Linked DNA regions of Mus musculus: region 2 is linked to region 1. A link is a contact called in public Hi-C data. All regions are on one chromosome and are shown on one strand. Each heading gives the region's core, a stretch centred on a gene start, on an enhancer-like site or on the middle of the called end of the contact. The rest is flanking DNA. Distances are from core to core; before and after follow the strand shown. Region 1 overlaps Wwox (WW domain-containing oxidoreductase). Region 2 overlaps Wwox (WW domain-containing oxidoreductase).

Region 1 (6,693 bases), core at 2,039-4,538:
TGGATGTCACAAAGAAAGCGTTCTCAAACAAACAACTAGCGGAGAGTGCAGCTATTGAGGCTGGTCACTGGATTTGAACATAAAATGATAAAGAAAAATGTCCGTGAAAAGTATTTGCGATACATTCTATGAGGTTACTATCTTAATACCCAAATATGCAAATATACTAATATGTTAGTACCCAAATATGCAAAAGTTCTTATTGTTCATAAATGTAAACTAACCCAGGACAGGAAAAAAAAAGCAACCTACAGAAGAAAAATGTGTCAATGAATCCACAAAGAGAGTTCAGCTTCACCAAGAGCGAGGGAGGCACACGGGAAGAGTCCGACCAACCTTTCCCTTAACAGCTTTAATTGGGAAATGTGACTGGTTCCTCGGGAAGACACAAGGAAGCTGCCCGGCAGCCTTGATTCAAGAGGGCGGTGAGTGAGCAGGTCTCCTCAGGACCTCCAGAGGATCTTACCCTGGAGTGAGCAGGCCTACAAATCGTGCCTGCTGTGAGCTTTTGCTGCACAGCTCCCTTCACACGAGAGGGAAAGCATGTGTCCAGCCTGCACCTCCAACAACTGGGGGTCGTTAAATCATGACAGTGATGCCTCCATTCAGATGCTGGGCAGCTACTGAGCATCTTCCTGTGTGGGATGAGTGGAATAGAGAGCAGAGTCCAAAACGGGTCCGTTTTCTTTCTTCGGGGGCATGTCAGTTATTTGTTTTTAAAGAACCTTATGGACAAACATATCTCTAGCATCGGTAATAGATAGTTGAAATGATCACCTCAAAATGACCAGTTCTTAAGGAAGAAGGGAGATTGTGCAGGGGATCTTCTGGTCCCTGCCCTTCCGCTGATACAGGACATCAGCTTCACCCATTTAGACACAGTGTAGAAGAGAAGCAGCCTCCATCCTGGGCTGTACGGAGGAGACAACAGCGTTATGTCTGAGGACTTGCTCTGCCCGTGTAAGTTACGGTGTCGTTGCACTGCTGGGTTGGAGTTTGCAGTCACACTAGCCAATGAAATCCATTTCTCGTCTCCACTGGCAGATGTGTCCTCACAGCTGGTCACAGGCACCACACTCCCACCACCAGGTCTCCGCACTGAATTCTAACTTCCTGTCTCTTCCTCCTGGTCTCCGGACTCCTGTGTGGACACCAGGGTGCTCTGGCTACTTTCCATGTCTCCAGTCCCTTCACTTGGTGGCTTGCTAGCTTCCTTTATCCTCCTAGGCTGTGTTACACTGCTCATCTATGCTTTGGGTTTCGAAGCGCCAGGGACACAGTCTACATGCGCACGGGCTCTCTTAGCTTTGGCATCACTGTCTTTTGGAGCAGGCAGATCTCCGTGCCCTGAAATCTCCTGTTTACTCCAGAAAGCTCTGCAACATTCCTAATATACCGAATGCAAATCACACCATTCTTCCCTAAGGTGTGATAACTGAAATGAATCCCGATGTGGCCATGTAACTCCTTAGGTCCGGAAGGGGTGCGGGATCACTCTGGCTAATGACCACTGCATCCCGTGAGTGAGAAAGGCACTATTGTCTTAGTCCTGACAGGTCTGACCCAGAAGCAGCTTGTCCCAAGTCAGATAAATGACTGTGTCACAAATGCTCCTTCAACCTTCGCTCTCCAGAAGATCTCAGCCGGAATCTCCAGAGGCCGCGTGCCTCCTTCCTTCTCCTGCTACCCTCTCAGCCTTAGCAAAGGAAGGAGACGGCCCGTGGAACACGGAGCCTACACGAGGCTCCTCTGAGAGCATTCTAGAAGCACCACACGGGCGAGCGTGAAGATCTTTTTGTGAGATTACTTTATCTCAAGCGCGTGTCACTTTTTCAGCACCATAAAACTGAAATACTTGAAATAGATGTCACTACATTTGTCATGAGCTGACATGGCCAATTAATATTACAAATTCACCATGGAGAAATGCTTCCAGCTCCCAAGGAATAAACTGCTGAACATCACAATTCCGCCTTGTAACAATGGGCCGACCTCTCCAGGGCTATAAATACGATGCAGCGGACTGATTAAATGGCAGGAGGAGCTGTTCACTGGTCGTCTCTCTCCAGGGTTGACACTTGGCCTATGCCTAAAGTTAACAGGTACTGCCAGTGACGTGTCTGCAGAAGAGAAATGTCGTTTCACCCTTTCTTTACGAAGAAGTTGACTGTTACTCGCCATGTCTTTCCTCCCCACCTTCCTCACAGCTAGTGATCGGCACATGCTTTATATGACATGAAAGATTCTAGACATGTTATCCTAAGCTCTGTTGTACCTAGTGGGGCTTTTCCCCCACCTCCCTTCCTTGCCCCCTCCCTTCCTCCTCACTCTCAGCCCATGCTGTCACAGCTAAACTCACTTCTAATAAGGCACAGGTGGGCCCCTGGCCCTGAATAAAATTCATGTTGGTAATGAGCTGCAAAACTCTTGGCTTCCCTTAAGCTTTCTAAGAGAAGAGACAGTGTTGCCCCCTTGGCCCTCTTGGATCTGGCTGGCTTCTTTCCCTGTGGCCATCTTAGCCCTCAAGCAGAGAAAACAGGGCCATTGTTCCAAGCCACGCAGTGACTTTTGGTGAATTGTCAATGTTCTGCACTCGTGCCTGCAAAGGGAGGGCAGTGGAGTGAATCTGTGGGATGTTTGGGGACCTCGTGGACCTTGACCTTTCTTTTCTTGGCAGAAGCTCTAAGGCCCACTCCCCTGGAATCCTTCTTTATGCTGCTGGCTTGGAAGACAGGGAAAGTGTTAAGGAGAGAGATTAGGTATTAAGGAGACACGGTGTGCAGTGATAAATTACCTAAACTGAATACACGGAGTCTGCTGCGCCAAGAAGGCCCTGAAGGAAGGCCAGACCTGTAGGAATGAGAGTATGAAATCAAAGAGAAATGTGTCAAAAACAAATGACAAACTTTCCCACTGTGGGGTCGCACAGGAACACCAGCTGGGGTGAGCCGTCAGTTGGCTGCAAGGTGTGCACTGTGCCTTGTGTCTTCTCATTTCCAGAGAAGCTGATCAGCAGCCGTGGGTTCCCAGATCCCCAGATTGGAAAGGAACTGAGAAGCCGTTCCTGCCTCTCTGTGGAGGAACTCACGTCTTTACCTGATCCCTTTTCTTTACTTCATGCACTCAAAATACCTTCTGAAGGGAGACAAAGTTTTGTTTCCTGGTCCTGCTCTTAATTCACAGCTCACCGAATTAAGTACTTTACCAAGTCCCTCACATCTCACACAAACCAGCTACACGGGAGGTTCTAGGCCTGTTTATAACACAACATTGCCCCTTGTTCTTCGTATCTCAATAATGAAATCTTTGTGTTTTATGAAAGTTCGGCCACTCTGTGCAAAGGGCAGTTTGCTCCAGTACAAACAGAAATCAGAGAAAATAGGAAAACCCCGCCAAACCCTTTCATCTCTGCTTGCCAAGCAGGTGAATTAATAAGGAGCACATTTGAGATTTATTTTCTTTAAGCTCCAACAGTAAAGAATGTTCCAAAGTCGTTCTCAAAGCTCTGGAGATTTTAAAAATTCAAATGAATCAAACTTAACTTGCTGGTATAATGTATAATAAAGCCAGTTCCGGGGCTTACCTGCTCAAAGATACACTCGCTGTACATTTAGATGAGAAAAAGAAATTAAGGAGTCTAAACATACACGGCATGAGATGGCCAAAATTAAGTAAATTAAAAGTGTTTTCAATAAAGGTTTCTAGCTTCAGGTAATAAAGTCGAGGTTCTCAATAGATAGTTTCAATCCTGGTGTTAGGCTGAGCCCAAAAGAACCTACCAGGGTGTATGGAAGGAAGGGAGGGAAGGAAGGAGCAAGGGAGGGGAGGACAAGATCACCCCCACCCTGCCGTGCAGCTGAGACGCCTTCGCTCACACTCTAGCATGGAACTGGTTATTGTCCCAGCCCATTCGCTGCCTCAGCACTTGTCAGGTGACCTGTAAACTTTTCAATACTATGGGACACATAAGCGGCCTTCTTATCCCTACACGTCTTATGGAAGAAAACACTAAGCTCATTTTAAATTAATATTTTCAATTGTCCACAGATAATCAAAGGTTAAAATATCCACAATGTAAGACTACTGAGTTCAACGGGCTGGTAAAAACGGAACAGGAAACTTTGATTTCCAAGTTCCAATCTGGGGGGGGGGGGGGGGGGAGGAGATCAACGGCAGACTGCTAAGAGAGCAGAAGAATTTACAGAGGTGTGGGGGACTTGTCTATCACAGTAACTCCTGTCCTAGAGTTGGGGCCAAACGCTGTAACTATCACAAGTGGTTGTTCAGTTTGGTTATTACTGCAACTGAACAAGCATGGTTTACTTTGAAAACTTGTGTGGGGGACAGTAAAACTCGATATAGCAGTGTGTGCAATCAGAATAAGGTAATGCTATAATTTCTGCTTAGATTGATGTTTCCATAATAAAGCACACAGGATTCACAGATATCAAATATAACTGCCCCCTCCCCAAATTAACCCCCAACTAAAAAACATACTGAGCAAAACCATAGCACACTCTATGCACCCGTCTCAAATAAACTTGTATAAACACGCTACGTGTCGGCACATGCCATTGGAGAACCCATCATAAATTAATTTTGAATTAATCAAAATAGAGTCTCCAGAGTATTTTCTACTGAGGACAATTCAAGAGGCACTTTTTCTAAAATTAGTGCAGCTTTATGTAGATGTAGTTCACACTCACTTCACCCACTTAAAATGTACAACTCAACAGCTTTTAACATACGCAGCCATCAGCACCGTCGATAGAAAGGACAAAAGGAGAGGGGAGAAAACGGGGCCAGCAAAATGGTGCACTGATCAAGAGTCCAGTGACCGCATCTGAATCCCTATAGCCCGTCTGGGGGAGGAGAAAGCTGAGTCCCACAAACTATCCTTGTGACGTCCATACAGCTTCTCCAACATGCATATGGGCACACACACGCACACACATACAAAGAGATACACACATACATATACATACACAGAGAGAGACACATGCACATACACACAGAGACATACACACACACAAGCATCATGCAAACACACACACAAACAAAAGAACAGATTAATAAATGAGATGATAGTAAAAAGAAGAAGTGGGGAGGGTACAAAGAGGTTCTAGGGTGAGTCTCCACGGTCCCTGACACATCGTTCCTCTGTGGTATTGCAGATGTATTTGCCTGGTAGCCAAACGACGGTTTCCAAACCAAGTTGGGAAGAAAGTAAAAGAAGGAACGCTGCTGTCATTTGCAAGGCTGAGACTCAGCCAGAGAAAAAATGAAGTTGTGCAGATGAGAACCATAATCATGGGGGACAAGCTCTGAGGGGCCTTCCATCACCGTGGGGCTGCGTCAGTTTCAAGTCATGTCACATTAAAGACAGAAGCAGGCGCAAAACCGTACACACCGAGTGTCGCTTCAGAGTGCGTTGGCTGTTGATGCCAGGCTGAGAATTTTGCCAGCTCTCTTTTACATTGTAAAGATATTGCTTCGTGGTAATAGATGAAAAGCTTATAACTGACAACTTGCTCGCCTTGCGCAGAGATGAACAGACAACACGAATTAACGCGGAGGGAGAAATAAGCACTGTCCATGCAGATTCATATTAGCATCTTCTTAACTAACGTCTTCAGTGTACCCTGACACAAGGCAACTTCAAATCCACTGGTCCTCTTTTTAAAAAAACAAAACAAAACACTTCACTCTACTTAATTTACGAGTTACACAAAAATCAATTTGTGGTCTATCTGCCTTCACCTACCCTACCATGGAGGGGGGAATGGGAAAATTCCATCTCCGTGTGTCTCAATGTCTCTTCAAGTGCGACTTCCCTCTGCTCAGTCTCACTGAGATCTTGCTAAATTGCACATGAGATCAGCCCTGGGCTCTGAGGACTTCTAAACATCAAGTTGCAGAAAAGTGACACTTCACCAATTTAAGTGATAAGTTTTCAAATCGTGGAGCATCTAATTGCGACAATAAATTCACCTTGCTTTCCTGTATGGCCAGACATCTGTATCTTTAACAAACAAAAGTGGCAGTTTTAAAACAATTAGACTCCAAAAAAAAAAAAACCTCTAATGAATACAAATCACTGTCTCTACAGAGGGCACATGACAGTGGATATGTACCCTGGCCCTGTGTCTACACCACACAGCCCAGAGAGGACATGGACACCCTGCTCCTGAAGGGATTCCTCCCCCCCAAGTATCCGCTTCCCCTCAGCTTTCTGGAAATGGAGAGCATTCTATGAATCTAGAGAAGAGCTTTAAGCCTCACCATGAATATCATGGATTTAATTACTTCACCACAGCTTGCTTCTCCTCTGCGAGTGGAAAGTGGTCTACATGCTGTTTCACTGTAGGATCAGACAAAAAACAACTGATTGTCACCTAACACAGCCAAGCCATGACATCTGCCCCAAATAGCCCTCGCCTTCCTCAAATGCCTGAGTTCGCTGGAGAACAATCCGCTTATCTAAAGAGCAAGCCTAGGAGAAAGAGAACTGAGGAACAGTAGAACCCGAGTTGTTGGGTGAGGTGGGACCCCTTTGTTTCTGTTTTCCTAGGGAGAGGAGGCTACATTTGAAACCCCAAGTTTTCAAGAAAGAAATTGACAGGTGAACTCCCAAACCAGCTATGAGTTAGCTTGTGTGTTTTGACAGATTGTGGAGGGTTGCTTGACAGGACT
Region 2 (6,693 bases), core at 2,155-4,654, 740 kb before region 1:
TGAGGGCATGTACTGGTAATGCCTGGGATATGGAGGCAGGAGGATCATGGTGGGGTCTTGCTGGCTGCCAGCCTAGCTCCAGGTTCAGTGAAAGACTCTGTTTCAAGGGGATGAGGTGGAATGATTGGCTAGGACACCCAGGATCCTTATCTGACCAGTGTCTGAACACACACATGTATGTGCATACCTCCTCGCACGCAAGAGTCTAGGAAAGGCATGATGGACCAACTTTACATAATGAAGGATGCGTTCTTTTCTCTCCAAGAAGCATTCCCTGTCTGCTTGCACGCTCTGGAAAACTCAGCAGCGGTTTTGTCATGCCGCAAACAAGAAGCAGAGATACAGGAGAAAAAGACTGAGCACCCATGGGCTCCCGGTGGCCAGCAGAGTTTGGTGTGCACTTCCTGCCCTTTGCTCCCTAGAGTTTTCAGTGTCTGTCTCTTGTGTAGATGACCAACACCGGGCAGCTTAGTAAGGGCAGCTAACACAATGCCTGGGTTCCTCAAAGGACCTTTCCAAGTAGGTGCTATTAATACCCCCACCCCAAGTACCCTCTGGAAGATCTGAACATTAAAGACGGCCAACAGTCTGCCCTAGCCTACATGGCTGATCAATGGCAAAAACCAGGGGGAAGATTCTGTCCTTTTAGAACAAAATAAGTTGATCCTATCATGACGGACATAGGCTGGTATTGCATGGTGGGCTAGCTGCTGGGACCTCATTCCAGCAGATAGGGACCTGAATACTAGCTAGGTGGTCCTAGGCACTGAAGTCCCTCTGCCCCCAGTTTCTCCTGAGTACTATGAAGACAGCCTTTGTGTAGATACAATAACACTGCTGTGAAGGTCAAAGGGCATTTTCCCCACGAAGCCTGGGTGTGCTACACAGCAGGATGCTCCACCCTGATTGGCTAATATTCGCTTGGTCTACTATTATCATAATTTTCATTGTCATTGAAAGAATTTTTTTTCTAATGGTTCTGTGTAAATTCTCACTGGGATCAAGAATAAGACTTCTAAAAGAAGCTGCTTGGGTGGTTCTCGCCAGCTAATAAAACGTATTAAACTGGAAGCGTCCCTATACAGCCAAGCCGCAGAGCAGGCCACTGTTCAGGTAAGTCGTAAAGTCTTCCCTGCAGCCGTTTCGGTGATTGATCCTCAGGCACGATTAAAATTCAAGAGATGTGCTGACGTTTTAATAGAACAAATAATTTAAATACGTGAAATGTGTTAGGTGGTAATAGTTTTTGTAATATATACCAGACAGATTTTTGGGAATTTTCCCCCTCCCACACACCCCCCCCCAAAAAACAGAAAAGCTTTATGGGTGAGCCTGAGGAGAATGGAAAGGGGGAGCTCCTGTTCTGGGGAGAAGCCATAAAATCTGCAGCCACTTGAATCAGTGCACTTAACGTTGAAGAGCAGGCCAGATTTAAAAAAAAAAAAATCAGCCTTCTCCTTTGTGTTTCTAAAAATGCTGTGGGGAAAAAAAATAGCCATTTGAGAGCCAGGAGTGGAGCGATGCCAGCACTCAGGAGGCTGAGGCAGGAGGATTGGAAATTTGAGGTGGCTTGGGCTGCACAGTAAGACACAGATGCATGGACACACATATACACCCACAGGAGAGAGACAGAGACAGAGACAGAGGGGGAGGGAGGGAGGGAGAGAGAGGGCAGGAAAGAAGGAAGGAAGGGAGGGAGGGAGGGAGGGAGGGAGGGAGGGAGGGAGGGAGGGAAGGAAGGAGGGAGCAAGGACTAAGCATGGCATGGTAGCACATGCCTATAGTTCCAGCACTCAGAAGGTGGAGCTAGGAACCAGTATTGTAGATTAAGTTCAAGGATAGCCTGGGTTACAAAGTAAGTCCATACCTAGCTTGGGCTGCTTAGAGGATAAATCCTGTCTCTAAAACATCAAAAGCAATAACACCCACACAAACAACAGAAACAGGATGTAAGATATGGCTTGCCTTTCTTAAAAACAAAAGGAATAATCTAGTGGGGGCTGGAGTGATGGCTCAGTTGGGAGGAGCAGTTGCCATTCCTTTGAAAGACTTGGTTTGGTTCCCAGCACCCATGCTGGGTGGCTCACAACCACCTGTGACTTCAGCTCCAAAGGATCCAACACCCTCTGCTGGTTTCCAAGACCATCCACACACAGAGCAGCATACACATGTAAACATGCACATACGTGCAAAAGCATGCACATGTAAGAATAACTAAAAGAGTAAGCAAATACTAAAAAAATGAATAGTAACTTGAGAAATGGTTCATGATAAGCCGATTCAAAGAAGACACACACATACACACACACACAAACACACACAAACACACACACACACACACACACACACACACACACACACACACACACACACAGAGCCTCTGATTTTATATTGAAACTCAAAATGAAAATTCTTTCCAGTAAACAACTTTCTTCCTGGTTTTCTGTTCAGTGTTAGGTCGGCTGCAGCAGGGAGGGGCCAGTTTCCCTGGTAACAATACTAGCCCTGTGGCTAAACTCAGGCTACCACCCATGATGTCACTGCCCACAGGACATGGCACAATGGGCTTTTGCTGGTACCACTAGCTCTGCAATACCACTGAAACCGTTTCCACCCAACTTCTTTTTTTTTTTTTTAAATCTCTCTAGCCTGTGTTTCATGCCCAGAGACACAGGAAGGTATCACTTTCTAGAAGTCATTTTATAACCCTGTGATTTCCTTGCCTTTCTCCTGTGCCTCCTCCAAATGGAAGCAGTGAGAGGATCCAGGACGCAGCTGATCTGTCCTCTCAGCTGTGGTGAGCCTGTCTAGATCCTGGCCTCTCGAGGACTCTACGCATTTGTGGAATGAGTGGTGGCCCATCCTTGCCATTCTTCAGGAAGTGGGACAGTGCCATGTGGCCACTTCTTCCCCGTCACTCAAGACAACCCAAGTGCCCTGAGACCCTTTTGCCCTTCTGTCTAGACAGGCACAGCAGAAAACATTTACCATTAATTGATTTTGTTTGGGTAATTCCATACATGTCTATACAGTGTACTCTGGATATTCATTCCTCCCCCCCCCCCCCCCCTCTTAGCTGTTTCCCACCTCTGCCAATGGCCCCTCTTCCTAACAAAACTCTTCTGCACAATTCCTGAGCCACCGCTGATTTTTAACCAAGGCCTTCTCCAATGACCACGGGTTTGGAGTTATCCACTGGAGCCTGGCAGGCTCAACAAAGGGGTGCACGGCTGAAAATAACAACCATCCCTCCCAGAATCCACCAGTTCAGGAGCAAAGGTTAACTTTCAGGTTTCTCTCCCAATGTAACGAGCCAATTCAAGCCACATCAAGAGTATGAGGGCGGGTTTATTGAGAGGCAGCTCTCAGATGGATTCACTGATTCATGGGTAGAGGTCAATGGAGTCACATGCCCAGGCTAAAGCAAGGGAGTTTTATTGGTCTTGGGTGTGGGGTGGGTGGTGACCATGGTCACTTTTGGGTGGCTTTTCAGAAACATGGAGACAAGGAGTGATCCGGGCTTTTCTGCTTGAGAGCAGGGGGCGGGGTTTGAGGAAGAAGAACAAACGGGGTTTGTTTGTGCAGGGGTGGGGGTTGGGGGTGGGATGAGCAGGTGGGATGTTTTAAATTTAGAGTCTTTTAGAGTTCAAACGATCAGGTAAAACTTCTTTCTGATGAAAATGAGAATTTTGAAAGTGCTTGTTTCCTCCAACCAAAGATTTATGCCAGCAGGTCAAAGACCTGTGTTCGCTTTGTAAAATTCGTTTGGTTTTGATTTTCTCTTGTAGAAAGTGGGAGATCTAACCAGCTCTATTTCAAACCCAGGACCCAAGCACCCTTCCTAGTAGGGACATTGAAAGAAAAGGCCACAGAGACCTCCTATGTGGAAACCATTTGAGTAACAAGAAGTGTTTCTGGATAACTATGAGTCTGTTCATTTTCAGACTGGTGTGTTGCAACCTGTCCCCTCGGTCAAAAGTATTGACATCCATCTAATGACACAAGTAGATGTCATGTTCTCCATATCACTCATCCTGAAAGCTTAAGTTTCCTAGATAAGAGGTGCAGGCAAGATGAGCAGGCACACGGTGTTCTCTGAAGCAGGCTGGCCTCTACGCCTATACATGAAGACGTGTGTGGTGTGTCTTAATCACGAATGTGGCAGTTAGCAGGCTGCAGGCTACTTGCTGTCTTCATACAGGCACAGAGGGGAGAGATCTGCGTGAAGTTCAAGAGGAATCAAGAATTGGCATCGTTTTCTGCTGATTTCCCAGAGAGCAAGAGTCTGGTGAATTCCAGAAGGTGCCATGCTGGAGGGCACACAAAAGACTAGCTAAGCACTCATCACTACCAAGAGGGCAAAAAATATAAGGGCTGATGGATGCTGGTCTGGGGGATGTTGGTTTAGGGGATGCTGAGCTGGGACTGCCATTAGTACCCCCTGTAGAAATGAACTCAGTTCTAAGAACAGCAGCATCCTGTGTGTCACCGACCAAAGAACACAGAAGTTTCAAGATTCTGTTGGCCACCCGGCTCATCTGTCAGACTGAATGGACTGCATTTTAGGGACATATCCCTAAACCTACTTTTAGGTATAATGTCTGAGTTCTGTATTCCTGGGCAAGACTGGTGCACTTTGTCAGTTTCTTGGGACTACAGATGAGATCTTTTTAAAAGAAAAAGAAAGAAAACAGGTAAGAAGCTTAGTACTTCCAACAGCGCTGAGATGCAAGGCACTGTAAGAAAACACACAAATCCAAAACCGCTTTATCAGGCCCCATGGTGCGTGAGTTTTGCCAGGCTTGGCTGGAACTGTGGTCAGCCGCCAGGTTTTGAATCAATGCTGGCACTGAATGAATCAGCAGTGCAAAAGTCCCCCTTGGAGACATTACAACTTGCTTTCAAACAGTTTATGAAGAGGCTTCTAGGTATGGGCCAGACCAAGTGAAAGACTTCCCCAGCTTCCGTATATTGTTATGGTAAAGAGCATGACTAAAACCAACGAGGGAGGGAAAAGAGTATTTAAGCATGCTCTTCCAGATCCCAGCCCATCACCGAGGGAAGTCCAGGAAGGAACTCAAACAGGAACTGAAGGATAAACTGCAGAGAAATACGGCTTATAGGCTGGCCAGTTCTCTGTCTCCCTCAGATTGTTTTTGTACACAGCCTGGGAACGCCTGCCTAGGGATGGCGCCACCCAATACGGGCTGGGCCCTCTGATATCAATCAAGACAGTCTCCTATAGATATAGCCAGAGGACAATCTGATCTGGGCAATTATCTAGTTGAGGTTCCCCCTTCCTGGGATACGTCAGATTGACAATATAAACAAACTTGTACAGACACCATCCTTAGAGCCACAGACATTTTTCTAAGGCCAGTTCTACCTTTTCTTATCTTACTGTCCTCTCCTCACGGGAACACCAACTTTTCCTTGGGAAAATTCAATTCTCAAAAGCAAACATCATCTACTGACCCCAGGTACTCAGAGAAATAAAAATAAATAAATAATTCGACCAGATCATCAGAATGCTTCCATCCTCCATTTGCGATCCTTTAACTGAAAAGAAACCAAACAAAATTAAAGAAATTGGCACATAATGTCCACAGCTTCTTTCCAAAGACACAACAGAGAACGCGTTCAGACACCAGAAGAAAATGACCAACAGAAGTTTCCACCAAAGCTTCAATGTAACGGGGCTCCCTTGAAAAATGTAAAGAGTTTCCTCTGGCACTAACTGTCACATTAACTACAGGCAAAGTGTGTCGCGGACATTCACTTGGCAGTTCACACGAACTAAGTGAGCAACTCTAAGCCAGAGTCCCACATGCAAACGAAGCACGAAGCCCCACTTCCTTGGGATGGCATTTGACTGTAAATCTCTCCTGCCTTTGCCTGAGCTGCAGTGGTACCAAGAAGATCCGTCCTTTGCTTTGCTTTGTCCAAAATGGTTTATTTGCCCTCTTGGGAGGCACGCTGATACATAAATCCCAGATATGATTATTATTATTTTGAGCTATTATTATGAGTTACTATTATTACCATTCGGAGACAGAAGGGATGGGGCACGGAAGCTGGTAGATGAGACAGAACACAGGTGTGACTACTGAGGTTAGGACCATCCATCTTTGTTCAGGGCAGTTTCTGTAATATTTCAGGAGAGCACAGTCATCAATACGAGAGGGAGTTAAGAATGTAGGTAGAGAAAGACTCTGCTACGAATAGATTGCCTGGGAGCCCGATCCTGCTTGAATTATCTTTGGCTTCCAGCCTGTTTTGCTCTTGGCTCCTGTAAGCTTAATGTGTTTACAGCACCTGGGAAGCATTCGCTCCCCGTTGCATTTCCTGCATACCTACTGTGTGCCATGGTCTCTGCTGGGACTGAAGAGCTCAAGACAAATGAGAGGTGATGTCGCAGCTTTGGTAAATGACAGCCAGCTAGACACCTCTAGACCGATGTGTGAGAGCAAGTTGTCTGGACAGGAGGCTGTGATGATGGCCAGACTTGGAGGGTGGGGAGGGGACCCTTCAAAGTGTCAGGTGACAGGTAGTACCTGTCAGATAGATAAATGGAGTAAATTGATCTCAGGCATGTCTGACTACTGTGGGGAGAAATCCAGACTTTATAATCTGTGCACAGCAAACAGGACCATAGTCAGGTGGGGAGGCAGCCCCTGCCACAGAAAGATGCTA

The links. Hi-C and Micro-C count contacts between places; a contact is called where the count stands out from the background.
Region 2: a Hi-C map of liver shows a contact between it and region 1, with 1.6 times the contacts expected there. The contact joins two enhancer-like sites.

Annotation. Positions count from the first base shown.
Region 1 is chr8:114,532,361-114,539,053 of GRCm38.p6, reverse strand. All of the region lies in intron 5 of Wwox (WW domain-containing oxidoreductase), which reads right to left. Among named protein-coding and RNA genes, the nearest start is that of Gm16116, 61 kb to the left of the region's middle. Within about 2 kb of position 3,288, at least 6 of the 459 cell types and tissues checked have an H3K27ac peak or open chromatin away from gene starts, as enhancers often do. A contact at or near this core is called in liver, where this site is marked.
Region 2 is chr8:115,272,317-115,279,009 of GRCm38.p6, reverse strand. All of the region lies in intron 8 of Wwox (WW domain-containing oxidoreductase), which reads right to left. Among named protein-coding and RNA genes, the nearest start is that of Gm39257, 310 kb to the right of the region's middle. Within about 2 kb of position 3,404, at least 51 of the 459 cell types and tissues checked have an H3K27ac peak or open chromatin away from gene starts, as enhancers often do. A contact at or near this core is called in liver, where this site is marked.